Linked DNA regions of Ovis canadensis: region 2 is linked to region 1. Evidence: chromatin contacts called from public Hi-C data. All regions are on one chromosome and are shown on one strand. The core of a region is the stretch at or near the end of the contact, and the rest is flanking DNA. Distances in the headings are between cores, read along the strand shown. Region 1 holds the start of ICE1 (interactor of little elongation complex ELL subunit 1). Region 2 holds the start of ADAMTS16 (ADAM metallopeptidase with thrombospondin type 1 motif 16).

Region 1 (6,688 bases), core at 3,205-5,704:
AAAAAAAGAAGCAAAGGCATGGAGCCCACCGCTGATCCCTGGGGAAAACTCAGACATCGCTCCCCACCCGGAAGGGATTGTTGCTGTTGTTCATGTCTGATTTGCTACAACCCCATGGACTGCACAACGGCTACCCTTCCTTCACCGTCTCCCCGAGTTTGCTCAACTCATGTCCACTGAGTCGCTGATGCCATCCAACCATCTCATCCTCTGTCATCCCCTTCTCCTCCTGCCTTCAATCTTTCCCAGCAATTGAGTCACCTCCTTGCATCAGGAGGCCAAAGTACTGCTACGCTACGTCGCTTGAGTCATGTCCGACTCTGTGCAACCCCACAGACGGCAGCCCACCAGGCTTCCCCGTCTCTGGGATTCTCCAGGCAAGAACACTGGAGTGGGTTGCCATTTCCTTCTCCAATGCAGGAAAGTGAAAAGTGAAAGTGAAGGCGCTTAGTCGTGTCAAACTCTTAGCGACCCCATGGACTGTAGCCCACCAGGCTCCTCCATCCATGGGATTTTCCAGGCAAGAGTACTGGAGTGGGGTGCCATAAGTCATAAACATGGTTGGAAACTCCATTTAGGTCTAAACCAGAGACAGGGAAAGACAGACATCTTGTGGGCTTATGTTAGCATTACATCACAGATGCAGAAATTAGCACAACTTAATCAGATAACACCACGGAACTGCAGACTGCTAGAGTTACACACTATTCCGTAACGCGCCTCTCAGGAATTTAAAAGAAGGAAGAAACACAGTTTATTTTGCTTGTGGATAAAGGCAGCAGGTGAAAGAATAGCTCTCCATAAAGCAAAATATCAGAACATCCAAAGAACAAACAGCTTTCCATTCTGAGTTCTTGTGATATAAGCCTTGACTTCTAGACAAAATCTATTAGCCATTCAGTGGAATCATGTTAATAAATTAAATAATCAATTTCATTAACCTTTAAATTTTGTTATTCTTCAAAGCATTAACTTTGAGAAGCTACCAAGGATATGGGGGGTGATGATGAGGATGTGAGGCAAGAACTGAGATTATTATAGTTGGATTCTCTCAATAGCTTCCTGGACTCCAGGCACAGGGGTCCCCAAAATCAGAACCAGAATCTAGACATCCCTCCAGGTCTTAGGACAGTCTGACAGAAAAACAGTTTTCCTTGGAAGCTTGATCAAAATTTTAAAAAAATTGCAAAAAAAAAAAAAAAAAACCCAACCCAAACCAAACCTCTTCCCCCTCCCCCTTTTTCTTCTATTATTTTTTTTATGTGAGTTGGATGGAGATATTATCTATTTTCCAAACTAGATGACACCATCAATAAACTGTGAATACCTCTTCACTGTATGGTAGAGCTTATGGGCTTGGCCTTGCCATTTTCATTTTACCCTTAAATTATAGCTACTCCTCTGTAAGGAAATAGCAGCTCAAAGACATCACTTGCTTGAGAGTTTAAAGCCAGGTGTGTGGTTCCAAAGTCACTGCTTGCCATTTTCTGCATGTAGACATATGCTTGTGTGTCTCCATCACAACGACACAATGTTACTGTCGCTCAGTTGCTAAGTTCTCTTGGACTCTTCGTGACCCCATGGACTGTATCACGCCAGGCTTCCCTGTCCTTCAGTTATCTCTCAGAGTTTGCTCAAACTTGTGTCCATTGAGACAGTGATGCCAGCCCACCATCTCATCCTCTGCTGCCCACTTCTCCTCCTGCCCTCAATCTTTCCCAGCATCGGGGGCTTCTCCAAGGAGAGGGCTCTGCGCATCAGGGGCTACAGGATGACACAGTAGGGGTGGCCATTCTTACAGGAGAGGAAAAATGTCGTTTCCGGCACTCCCTAACCAGCGGCCAACACCAATTTCCATTATGAACTACAACTACACTTGTTTTTGCACAGCCTGCCAGGTAAGAATGAGTTTTACATCTGTAGATGGTTTCTCAAAAACAAACAAAGAAAATGACATACGCAGTAAAGACCTGTATGCTCCCCAAATCCTAAAATATTTACTGTGTGGCCATTTATGGAAAGTTTGCCCACACTACATTACACAAAACAGACTGCTGTCTTTCTTCCCCCTTTGAATATCTTATGATAAAGGTAGAAGATGGAACAAATGCACTTTCACTTCTGAGTGGAAGTACTTATTATTTTTCACTTTCAATTAGCCGCAGCAAATCTGACTCACTCTGCCATCCACGGAGCACCTACTGTGTACAGCACTTGCTGCTGCTAAGCTCCTGCTAAGTCGCGTCAGTCGTGTCCGACTCTGTGTGACCCCATAGAGGGCAGCCCACCATCCCTGGGACTCTCCGGGCAAGAACACTGGAATGGGTTGCCATTTCCTTCTCCAATGCATGAAACAGAAAAATGAAAGTGAAGTCGTTCAGTTGTGTCCAACTCTTAGCGACCCCATGGACTGCAGCCTACCAGGCTCCTCCATCCATGGGATTTTCCAGGCAAAAGTACTGGAGTGGGGAAGCCATTGCCTTTGCACTTTGCAGTGTTTAAAAGGAAAACTCACCTCTAAGACATAAAGAACACCACTATCCAAGTCAAAATGTGGTATTAATAAAAAAAAAAATTAGTGATAAGGAACAAAAAGGGGCTTCCCTGATGGCTCAGCGATAAAGAATCTGCTTGTCAATGCAGGAGACAGTTTCAGTCCCTGGGTCAGGAAGATCCCCTGGAGAAGGAAACAGCAACCCACTCCAGTGTTCTTGCCTGGGAAACCCCGTGGACAGAGGAGCCTGGTGGGCTATAGTCCATGGGGTCACAAAGAAGTTAGGATATGACATAGTAAGGAAACCACAAGCAGACAAAAAAGGACATACACACTGTGGTCGTGGAGGTAAAACGTGCGGCCTGGCAGGACAGGAGGGTTACAGAATGCCACGCTGGCAGGAAGGGCGTTCCAGGCAGGTGCAGGGGACAGGAAGGCAGCAGCGAGTTCCCAGTTCCTGCAAGGGTAGGGATGTCGTGTAGGCGGGTGGACAGTGCAGAGCGAGCCAACGCTGGAGCATAAATAAGCTGGTGCCTCCCTGGCTAAGATACCCTGGGCTGGGGAGGGGTGGGGTGGGGAGGGGGGTGGGGGGAAACATTTGGGGAGGGAAGCTACTGTTAAGACCTGTTTGTCCGAGGTTGGAAGGCAGACATGGAACATGTAAAGTCATCAGGACCACAGGGGCTCCTCTCCCCTTTCTCGCTTCTTCTTTCACTTTAACCCTACTCCTGTCTTCTGCACATCCCACATTAGCCCCTCGGACGAGTACAGACGTGTCTTCAGTGCCAAGGGCAGGTGATCTAAGCGACTGCTGGACACCTGGTCCCTCCACTTCACAGCCAGCTTCAACCGCAGAGCGTGTACAAGCAAGGACAGGGATGCCGGCGTTTGGAGAGGAACACAGACTGCTTTCTTGGAAGTGGCGGGGGGTGGGGGGGTGGGTGTGGGTGGGTGTGGGTGCTGTTTTCAGTTGCAATTTCCATCCGAAGATTTAGAAAGGAGCTGATAGGGCCTGGGACGTCTCCTTAATGCATGCAGTTCTTGTATGGGACGCTAAGAATTCGGACTTCCTAACCAGACGTCGAGAAGCGACGTCTGAGGCTTCCGAGCAAGGTAACCGATGGCAACAAGCTGGGATCATCCAAAAGATTCTGGTGGCAGCGGATATCGGGGGAAACTTCGATTCAAACAAGAGAATGAGGACTTGGGTGTATCCGGGAATTGCTGTAAAGTGAAGATTTTCTTTTTCCCTTTGCAAGATATTTTAATAACATTTGTTAGCAGCCGGCCACTGCCCAGGATTCGGCCAAGCGCTGTGCTTGGCAGGGCTTCCGGAGTGGGGGTGGGGGTGAGGAAGAGGCCGAGGAGCGCGGGGCCGGACGGCAAGTGGACACGGAAGGCGGGGGGGAGCTGTGAGAAGAGAGACGTCTGGGAAGAAGGGCTGGTCAGCGGCGACGACGACAACGTCTAACTAGGCGAACCGCCCCCTCAGGGGCGCCCGCGGCGGCAGGAAGAACTGCTTGGGGTCCGCCCGGCGCGCGGGGGCCGCCGGGAGACGTAGTCCTCGGGTCTCCGCCTGGGCCCGGTCGCACTCTGACGGAGCGCGCCGCTCCAGTTAAAACTTGCGCACCGGCCCGTCAGCGTGCGGGGTCCTTCAGCGCCGGGAGGCGCCTGCAGTGACGTCACCTCAGGTCACCTCCCCCTCGGCGAAGGTTTTAGGTGTCTATCGAAAGCCGTCTACACAGCAAGCCGGCAAAGGAAGACTAAACGCTACACGGCGGAAGAGGGGGCCCGTCCGACGCCTCTCCGCCCTGCGCTGTTTCCTCGGGGCGTGTGTCCCCGCCGCCGCGGCGCAGCCCCGCGCCCCGTTTTCCCTCAGGCGGCGCGGCGGGCAGCCCCGCGCCGCGGCGTGGGGGCGGGGCGAGCCGGGGCGGGGCGGGGTCCTGGCTCGGAGGCGTCGCACGCTCGGGGGGCCGCGCCGGGTGTACCGTTTCTGTCTGCAGCGCCTGAGGTGGCTCTGGCTCGGAGAGCCGTTCGCCCGGCTCCACGGGGACCTCGGTGCACGGATGGACCCGCCCGGACCCGGCGGGAAGCGGCCCGGGAGGGCCAGGCGGCCCCGGCGGCGTCAGCAGAGGCAGGACGGGGCCGAGGCCGCCGGCCCCTGAGGCGCGCGGGCTCTGCGGGCCCGGCGGCGGCACCATGATGCCGGGCGAGACCCATTCGGCGGCGCCGGGGACGGCGGCGGACCTCTCGCGCTGTCAGGGCTGCGCCTCTCTGCAGCAGGTGAGGCGTCTGCCCCTCAGGCCGAGGGCGCGGAGGGGCTGGGCCTGGCCGTGCGGGGCGCGGGGCGGGGGTGGGGGTGGGCCTCGGGCGGAAGCCCCCCTCCCCCTCCCCGTTTTGGGAAAGGCTAGGGCTTCTCTGGTGGCTCAGCTGGTGAAGAATCCGCCTGCAATGCAGGGAGAGACCCTGGTTCGATTCCTGGGTCGGGAAGATCCCCTGGAGGAGGGAAAGGCTACCCACTCCAGTATTCTTGGACTGCGCTGGTGGCTCAGCTGGTAAAGAATCCGCCCGCAATGCGGGAGACCAGGGTTCGATCCCTGGGTCGGGAAGATCCCCTGGAGAAGGGAAAGGCTACCCATTACAGTATTCTGGCCTGGAGAATCCCATGGACATAGGAGCCTGGCAGGCTACAGTCCATGGGCTTGCAAGAGTTGAGCATGTTTTAGTGACTTTTCGCTGCGTTCTTCAGGCTTGGAATCTGGGATTCATTTCCTAGGTGCAGCGCTGGTGGAGGGGTGGGGGGGCCCCCCGGGGTTCCCTTCTCCAATCCCGGTGTTTCCCCCAAGGCTGACTCCGAGGGAGATGAGTGGTGGTCAGAATGCCGAGGAAAGCTAATCTCTCCCAGGAGAAGGTGGTTGTTTTTTTACTGTGCTGGCCAGTCCTTCCGTATTTCTTGCTTGTGGGGGTGGTGGGGGCGGGTGCTCATGTGGCCTGCGGGTTGGCCAGGAGGGTCATTCGTCCCCCGAAGGCACGTGGACGCTGCAGGTCTCTGAAGTGTAGCATGGAGTGTGCGCGCCCCCGGCAGAAGAGGAGCCGCTGCCAGCGTCGGCCTCAGGCCCTGAGGAGTGCCCCTCCCCAGCTGGACTTCTCGCAGCCATCTGATGTCAGGAGTCTCTCTTTTTGCTTCTGTCATCAGTGTTTTTCGGTGGTAAAGTAGCGCTGTGCTCCGTCTGTGCCTGTGTGTGCAGTCGTGTCCAGCTCTTTGTGACCCATGGGCTGTATGTGTAGCCCTCCAGGCTCCTCTCTCTGTCCATGGGATTTTTTTTTTTCCAGGCAGGAATATGCTGGCGGGGGTTGCCAGTTCCTTCTCCAGGGGGTCTTCCCAACCCAGGGGTCGAATTTGCGGCTCCCCCATTTGGCAGGTGGAGTTTTTACCATCTGAGCTGGCAGAGCCTCTGGTTGTAGTCCAGCGTGGTACTGATGTGTAATTGAATTACTCCTGTTGTACCCGGTGTTCTGGGCACCAGGGACATAGTGGTGAATAACGCAGTGGTGACCAGAGCGTCTTGCAGATGTGCTGTGTGTGTGAACGTGAGACTTCAGAAGGCTTGAAGTGTTAGGAAAATAAGGGAGGAGTTGGAGTGGTGGTGTTTTCTCCGCTGGGGGCTGCCGGGAGGGCAGGTTGCTCTTGAGCTGGTGACATTCGGACACGTGAATGGTGAGAAGCAGACTGGATAGGTGTGGAGGAGCTTCCTAGGTAGAAGGTTTGACAGGTGATCGGGTTTGGGGGTGAAAAGGAGCGAGGCATCTGAGGAACCGGAGGAGCTCCGGCTGGGGCAGAGGCAGAGCTCTGTGAAGGCAGGAAGGAGTGTAGGCCCCGAGGCCATCAGAGAAGCTGAGGGTTTGGGGCTTTGTTTTTCTAACAGCATCATCTATGAGCTGATCCCAAACATTTTAAGGGCTTGGGAGCAGGGAGGGAGAGAAGAAAGTCCTGCCCTGGCACTCTGAAATAGAGGGGGAACAAATGGGAAAGTCACTGTCTGAGCTGAGATGTCTCATGGAGGCATTCATAATGTGCTTTTGTTTTCCCCTCAAAACCCAGGTCCATGAGGGAAATTCTCTTGAATCGTTTGTAAGTTGTATTTATTCTCTGGGCTGTTTATTCACTCAGCAAATGTTTTTTGATCCCCTGCT
Region 2 (7,099 bases), core at 2,188-4,687, 280 kb before region 1:
CTTTTGCAGTACATGTGTACATTTACGAGTATATGACTGAGTTTTACTTCCATAACAAAATCTAAGATCTTGTTTTATAAGAAGCAAATTTAATTTATCATGTGTACTGATTTTTTTTATATCTTCGGTTGTCAGACCTATGCCTGATTTTCATTTTTCTGTTGCTGATCTCTAAATATTCAAAACCTCTTTACTTTTCTAAATACTAAAAATGTCTTTACTTTTCATTTCCCATGTATCTTATTATTTTTATCACCAGTATTTACTTTCACCTTTTCAGGATTTTAGCTTAATTCCCTGAAATTCAGTTACAAAGAAAGCAGTGTATGTGACAGTATAGTCATCTCACCCGCAGAGCAGAATTTTTATCAACCTTACTTAGACATACATACAAATAAACCTTTTATTTTTCAGTAATGGTTTTTGTTATCTTGTAACATCAGCAGTTATCTAAACTCTATACTGACCTATCTTAACGCTAAACACTGTGCTATGCTCAGTTGCTCAGTCATGTCCGACTCCGTGACCCCATGGACTGTAGCCCCCCAGGCTCCTCTGTCCTTGGGATTCTCCAGGCAAGAATACTGGAGAGGGTTGCATGCCCTCCTCCGGCAGATCTTCCCCACCCAGGGATCAAACCTGCATCTCCTATGCCTCCTACACTGACAGGTAGGCTCTTTGCCTCTGGCGCCACCTGGAAAGCCCAAATAGGGCACATGAATTCCAGAGGCAGAGATGGAAAAAAACTGGCAGGAGCAAAACCCAGGGAATGAAAAGGCTAATGTTCTAGCATGATCTGGCATACTGGGGAGGCCCAGATAACTGCCACTTGTTGGAAATATTCCAAAGCAAAGAAATCACTTGGAAGTCTTTGCAGTTCATTTTACAAAGTTGCCAATGCCCAGAAAACAAAACCTGAAAAGGAAGTCTGCACACGTGTGCTTCCTCACCTCCCCTTCTCTCCCGTCCTGAGGGGGACCACTGCCCCAGGGTTACATACAGGACGACCAAACACAGGACACCCACCTGGACGGGCAAGACAACCAGCGTTTACCAGTCATGATGCCGAGAGGTATATGGTGGGGTCTGGCGCCTCGTCGCCCCAAAGCCAATAAACAGGCCAGGTTGGTGGAAAGGAAAGTTTGCTTTATTTCTGATGTGGGCAACTGGGGGTGGGGCGGGGTGAACGTCTGTCCGCAGGCTGACCACTTCCCCCCCCCCCCCATCCCTAGCAACCAGTGGGGCAAGAGATTTCCTGGACAGAAGGGGACTATACACAAAAACAGCTCAGTCAACTCTGACAGTCATCAAGAAATTGGTCATCAGTGGTCTCATCAGCATCATCTTCATTGTTTTAAGTCCAGTTAATTTTCAGTTCCAGGGTGCGTTGGTTCCCATTGCTTTGAGGCCAGTTCTTGGAATTATGGCAGCTTCTGGCAGGTTATAGTCCAAGGGGTCGCAGAGAGTCAGAAGCCACTGAGCAAGTGAGCAAAGCACACCTACAGGAGTAGGTCCCTGGGCAACTGGTCTCCCATTGGGTGCAAAGCCAGCACATTAACGTAATAAAAGCTACTTTTCTTTCTCTCAGTACTCAGGAAATTCCAAATTCGGAGCGCTCTGTGCCAGGAATTGGAGACCAAACACACGTATCTTATTATAAGTCACAAACGGGCTCCACCGTCTCCTGTGTCCCTCCTGTACCTAGCCCATCCACTTCCTTCATCTCAACCCCCAACCTCGCCCCCAGGCTGCAGTGGACCCTTTATCTATGTCATCTAGGATGAGCACCAGATTCAATGAGGGGCTAAAACACCTGGAAAACCTTCATCATTGTAGAGGATATAGCTTCTTAACGATGGAAAGATTGATTTTGGTTGTATTCCAAAAGGGGAATAAAAGAATTCCAAAAGTGGACCCTTTTTACCGACCATTCTTCTTTCATTCCATCCGATGAACTTGCAGAAAGAGAGCCGTGGGTGTGCCGCTGTGATGGTCGCTAGCCTTGGAAAACCTGATGCCCTTGCAAGTTACCTTCCACGCAATTAGCGATAACTAGAGATCCTCCGTTTACCAAGCATGCAATGCCCAGTCCTCAGGACAAAGGGACGCTCTGCCTCCTGCAGAACCTTGGCCAGCCTCCAGTGAGCCCCTGGCAGACCGGCTATGGGCACACCCGGGGGGCAGACACCAGTTAGGAACTTCGTGGGGGAGGGGTGGGGAGGGGCTTAAGCCCACTTCCCAATGCACTTTTTGTAAAATTTCTCCCACTTCTGCAGAGTTTTCAAATAAATAAATATGAGAAAGAGAGCGAGAGATGAAGACGGAGTCTGCCCTTCACAGCCTGAGGGTGCTCCGTGTCTGCCCAGCAAGCCTGCACGGCCGAGCTGCCAGAAATCAGAGGCACCCACGGGCTCAGGGCGAGCCAGGCGAAGGGGGTCCAGAGACCACTGCCACCAACTTCCTCAACTTCCTCTCCAAAATGTGCAAAAACCGGCCAAGACGGGCTTAACTGAATGTGCGGGGCACTGGGACCACGAAGCCGGAGCCCAGACTCCGGAGACCTCCAGGAGGTAAGGGGTCTAGCAGGCCAAGGAGCAGTGAGTGGAACGGAGTGGCCACCGGCAGGACACACGCTGGAGAACCCGGTGCGCTCAGGCGCCAGCGCGCACACAGGCACGGCGGTGGACGCGGGGGGAGGACACAGAGACCGCCACTAATACACACTCACGTACACCTAGCGCGGGTCCGCGCGCTCACGTTCAAACGCACGCACGAGCGCTCACACACAGGGCCATCAACAGGTGCAGAACCCGGGCTGGGCTGGTAGGCGGGCGGGTGGCCGCGCGTCCTCAGCCTCCTAGCGCGACTGGCACAGCGGCGCAGGAACTGGCCCGGGTCCGCACCCACCCGCGAAGCCAAAGCCTCCCCTATCGGCTGCACTAGGGCCCCAGCGGCGCTGGGACAGGCGCGCTCAGAGCAAGGCCAGGCCGCGGCGGCCAGGACCGCTGGAGCCCGGAGCGCCCACACGTCCCAGGGCCGATGGGACGGAGGCCGGAGCTTCCCCCACCCGCAGCGCCTCCCGAGCTGGCGGGCGACGCCCGTTGCGTCCTCAGCTCTCCGACGCGCGCATCTGCCAGAAGGTCTGGGCACTCCTGTTTCACACCCCGCCTCCCCCGGGCGAAAGGGCAGGGCCAGCGGGCGCAGTCCCGCCGCATGCCGGCGGGCGGCAGGTGTCGGCCTCTGGATGCGCAAGCCTGGCTCTCGGGAGTGGGGACCCGGGAGCGCCGGGGCGCCGCGCCGCGCGGTGCGAGCCTTGTCCAGTCGCGGACTGCGGGCCGGAGCGCTCGGGGCGGGCGGCCCCAAGCGGCTCACCGCCCCCGCCCCGGGTCCCCCCGGCCCGGCCACCCGCGTGCCCACGGGACGGCCGGCCAGGCGCGCCGACTGCGAGCCCGGGAGCGCGCGGCTTCTCCCGGGTCCTCCTCTGCTCGCGCCCCACCCCGCCGCCCTCTCTCCTGCCTCTCCCCGTCCCCTCCCCTCGCCTGCCCTCCCCGTCTCTCCCACGGTGCGGGCGGGCGCTCCGCCGCCGCCCCCGCCGCCCCCGCGGCCGCCACTCCGCCCCCCGCGCGCCGCGGAGCCGCAGTAATAACCCCGGCGCGGGCGGCGCATCCGCCGCGGGACACCGTGCTGCGCGCCGGCCGGGCTGGTCCTCGGTGCCCGCTTCGCAGGGCTGCCGGGCTGGGGAGCCTCCCGCGGCCCCGGGCCCCTCCGAGCTCCCCTGGATGGAGCCGTGCGTTCTCCCCGCGGCGGCGCAGCGCGGGCGACGGGCGCGGGGCGCGCTAGGCGGCCGGGCCATGCGGGTCCTCGGCCGCGCGGCGCTCTGGGTGCTGCTGCTGGCGCAGGTGGGTGCGCAGGTGGGTCCCGACGGCGGGGGCGGCGTTCCCTGGAGCCCCCCTCGCGCAGCCGGGTCTCACCGAGGTCTCGACGCTGTTTTCCCGCAGGCACCTGCTTGCGCCGTGGGACCCGCAGCGGCCTCGCCGGGGAGCCCGAGCGTCCGGCGTCCTCCTGGCCCCGCGGAGTGGCCGGGCTCGGGGGAAGAGGGCGGTAAGTCCGCGCGGGGCGGGAGGGGTGGTTCGAACCTTTTCCGGGGAGCAGCTTGTAAACTCCAAAGCTGGTTTACAAAACGCTGCGAAGGTTCCTAACTCAGGGAATTCCCTATAAGACGCTGCGGCGCTTCGCCAGCGAGCACCGCTGAGTCAACTTTCAGCAATATTCATATCATTTCCCAGTAAAACAGATGCGATTTACCAGCGTTATTACCATAAGCATTAGGGAAGAAAGCAATGGAATGTATTTGGATGAAATAGAAGAGAGGAATAACCTAGGAGTTATATTAAGGCAGACACCAAAGCGATTGCAAAGCTTATAGCGCCTTTCATCCCCTCGTCCCCTCCTTCACCTGTCCCTTTCCGGCCTTTTACGGCGAACACCCTTCACTGCCAGGAACCTAGGAACTAGAACCACCATGGGACCCAGTAGTCCCTCTACTGGGCATATACCCTGCCTGCCTGCCTGCTCAGTCGTGTCCGACTCTTTGCCCCTGGTGGACTGTAGCCCGCCAGGCTCCTCTGTCCATGGGATTCTCCAGGCAAGAATACTGGAGTGGGTTGCCATTGCCTTCTCCAGGGGATCTTCCCGACCCAGGGATGAAGCTCAGGTCTCCGGCATGGGCAGGTGGATTCTTTACCACTGAGCCCCCTGGGAAGCCAGAGCAGAAGACAAAAAGACAGCTGTTTTGCTCTGTAGCTACCTTGGCATCGAAAGGGATGCTCCTGGAGAGCTGGCGGAATGGGTAATCAGTGTCTTGTGACTTCATAAGAGCAATGTCCAAGTCCAGTGCCTTGCTGTGACAGAAAAGCAGGTCAGAACTTTGTGCAGTGTGTGGTTATATTTTCTCTCCTCACAAGCGGCATTTATTATTCCATGTGTCAGGGGGAGAGACCTCCCTGTCCTGACCTGCTTTAGCGTCGCTGAGAAAGCAGGCGTTTAATTTCAGTTGCTAGCTGGCTTTTCATCTGAACCCAGTCCATTGGCAGTTGCTAAATACGAATACTTTGCATCGATTCCAAGAAGAAATTGCCATCTCAAATGTTGTTAGTGACTTATAGAGGAAGAATCAGGTTTGATTACCCCATCATATTTTTTCAGTAAACCTCAAAAAATGAGTTAATAATTCAGAACAACTGAATGTAGCTTCTTAACAAAACTCCTAAAGGCAATCATTGAATTATATGCGTCAATTATTGAGATTCCTCCTGTAAGAGCCTGGGAAGTGATAAATGAAATGCGGGAACGTAGGACCTCTTCCGAATCCACCAGAGGGCGCTAGAGGTAAAGAATAGAAAACGTTTTCCCTGTATTTGCCAAAGAGTTATTTCAAGCTCACCTTTTTGGGCTTGCCCTTGTCTTCAGTGTTTCTCTTACGTTTCATTCTAGTATGTAATGACTTATACTGTAGTTAATTGTCTTTTTCCCACTTAAAAAGTAAGATTTTTTGAAAATTCTAGCTTTCTAGAATCATGAGAACTCCTGAAGGCCTCAGAAGAATTTTCAGTGTTTCCTAACATTTATGGGGTTTTCTGGGAGGTAAGAGCTTTAGAGACAGAGAATCACCTCCAGGAGGAGAACCCAAGACATCTTGCCCAAGTGTGCCCTTCTCCCCGGAGGAGCGTCCTGTGAACTGGACTCCAGCCTGGCGGGCACGTGGCTCTGATCGCCTAACTCCTCAGCTGGGGTCACAAACCGCAGAGTTCCGGAAAGAACCAGTTGGCTGGCTTGGTTAGAACTTCACGGGGAAGGTGGGTGCCACCGTCAGTGAGGTTGTAGCCAGGGGACGCGCCGCCCCCTCACTCCCGCTGTGGAGGTGTTTCAGGCCCACAGTTACAGATGGCTGACTTGAGAGAGTGAGTTTCAGTGGAGAGCCCCCACAGGACCAGAGAGAGACTGCTTGTGCTCAGCAGTGACCTCTTTTGACTTTGTGTGATGCTGGGGTTAGCTGACTGCTAGATGTCTGGGGATGCCTTCAAAACCTGGAGGCTCAGATCGTAACGAATCCGCCTGCAATGCAGGAGACCCGGGTTTGATCCCTGGGTCGGAAAGATGCCCTGGAGAACGGAATGGCAACCCACTCCAGTATCTGCCTGGAGAATCCCATGGATGGAGGAGCCTGACAGGCTACAGTCCATGGCTTCGCAAAGAGTCCGGCATGACTGAGTGATTAACACTTTTTTCTTTCAAAACCCACAGCTGGCTTTGAAGTAACTCTTTTGGCCAAAAGGCTTGTTTAACACATATTTTAACCTCTATAGACAATGTTGCTGGGTGTCTGGGGTAATTATGCAGTTAGAAAGAGAACTCCATATATTCTGTGAGCAACAGTAGATAAGTTCATGGAGATCAATTCTATGTTCAGGCATTCGGTGCACTCCTTTCATTTTGGCTGATTCAGCATTGCTTCTCCTTCAGAGGAGACTTGAATGCTTTTTCTACAAATTAACCTTTGTCATAATAATAGCAGGTCTTTTTCAGAGCAAAGACAACAGCCATTCCTTTCTCCATGGGATCTTCCTGGCCGAGGGATTGAACCCAGGTCCCCTGCACTGCGGGCAGATTCTTTACCATCTGACCCACCAGGGACTCCCCAAAGATATAGCATGAGCTTGTTACTAATAGCTTTTCAAAATCTAGGGTAAGCTAAGCTTCCAGGTCAAGGGTGGAAGCTTTTAGAGTTTTGTTCTGTTGGACAAGAGAGACCTGTGTCTGTGGGCATGCATTCATAGTTTATATTGGTTTATACTCACACATTCACATAGCCTGAGACAGGGCAGGCCGGCCCAGTGCTGTGCTGGTAACTGTTTAACAACAGATTCTTGGAGGCTCTGGTTTGTCACATGTGCTGGTTCCCACGGGCCAAATGCTCCCACGCGGCTGATGACAAGCTATGCGTGTGAGGCTCTGAACATGCAGTCAGGACGCAGCGCGCAAAATCCGTTCTCCAGAGCTGGTACCGGGCGACCGCGCACACGCACAGAGGGGCCACGCA

The links. Hi-C and Micro-C count contacts between places; a contact is called where the count stands out from the background.
Region 2: a contact with region 1 is called in a Hi-C map of fibroblasts, with 10 times the contacts expected there. The contact joins the promoter of ADAMTS16 here to the promoter of ICE1 in region 1. A contact is called at or near these places in 2 of 2 Hi-C or Micro-C datasets (fibroblasts and lung).

What each region holds. Positions count from the first base shown.
Region 1 is chr16:81,019,705-81,026,392 of ARS-UI_OviCan_v2, reverse strand. It overlaps ICE1 (interactor of little elongation complex ELL subunit 1), which reads left to right and starts at 4,454. Exons shown (of 19, transcript XM_069556168.1): 1 at 4,454-4,777. The coding sequence starts at 4,694.
Region 2 is chr16:81,296,976-81,304,074 of ARS-UI_OviCan_v2, reverse strand. ADAMTS16 (ADAM metallopeptidase with thrombospondin type 1 motif 16) reads left to right here and starts at 3,437. Exons shown (of 23, transcript XM_069556383.1): 1 at 3,437-3,899; 2 at 3,999-4,101. The coding sequence starts at 3,780.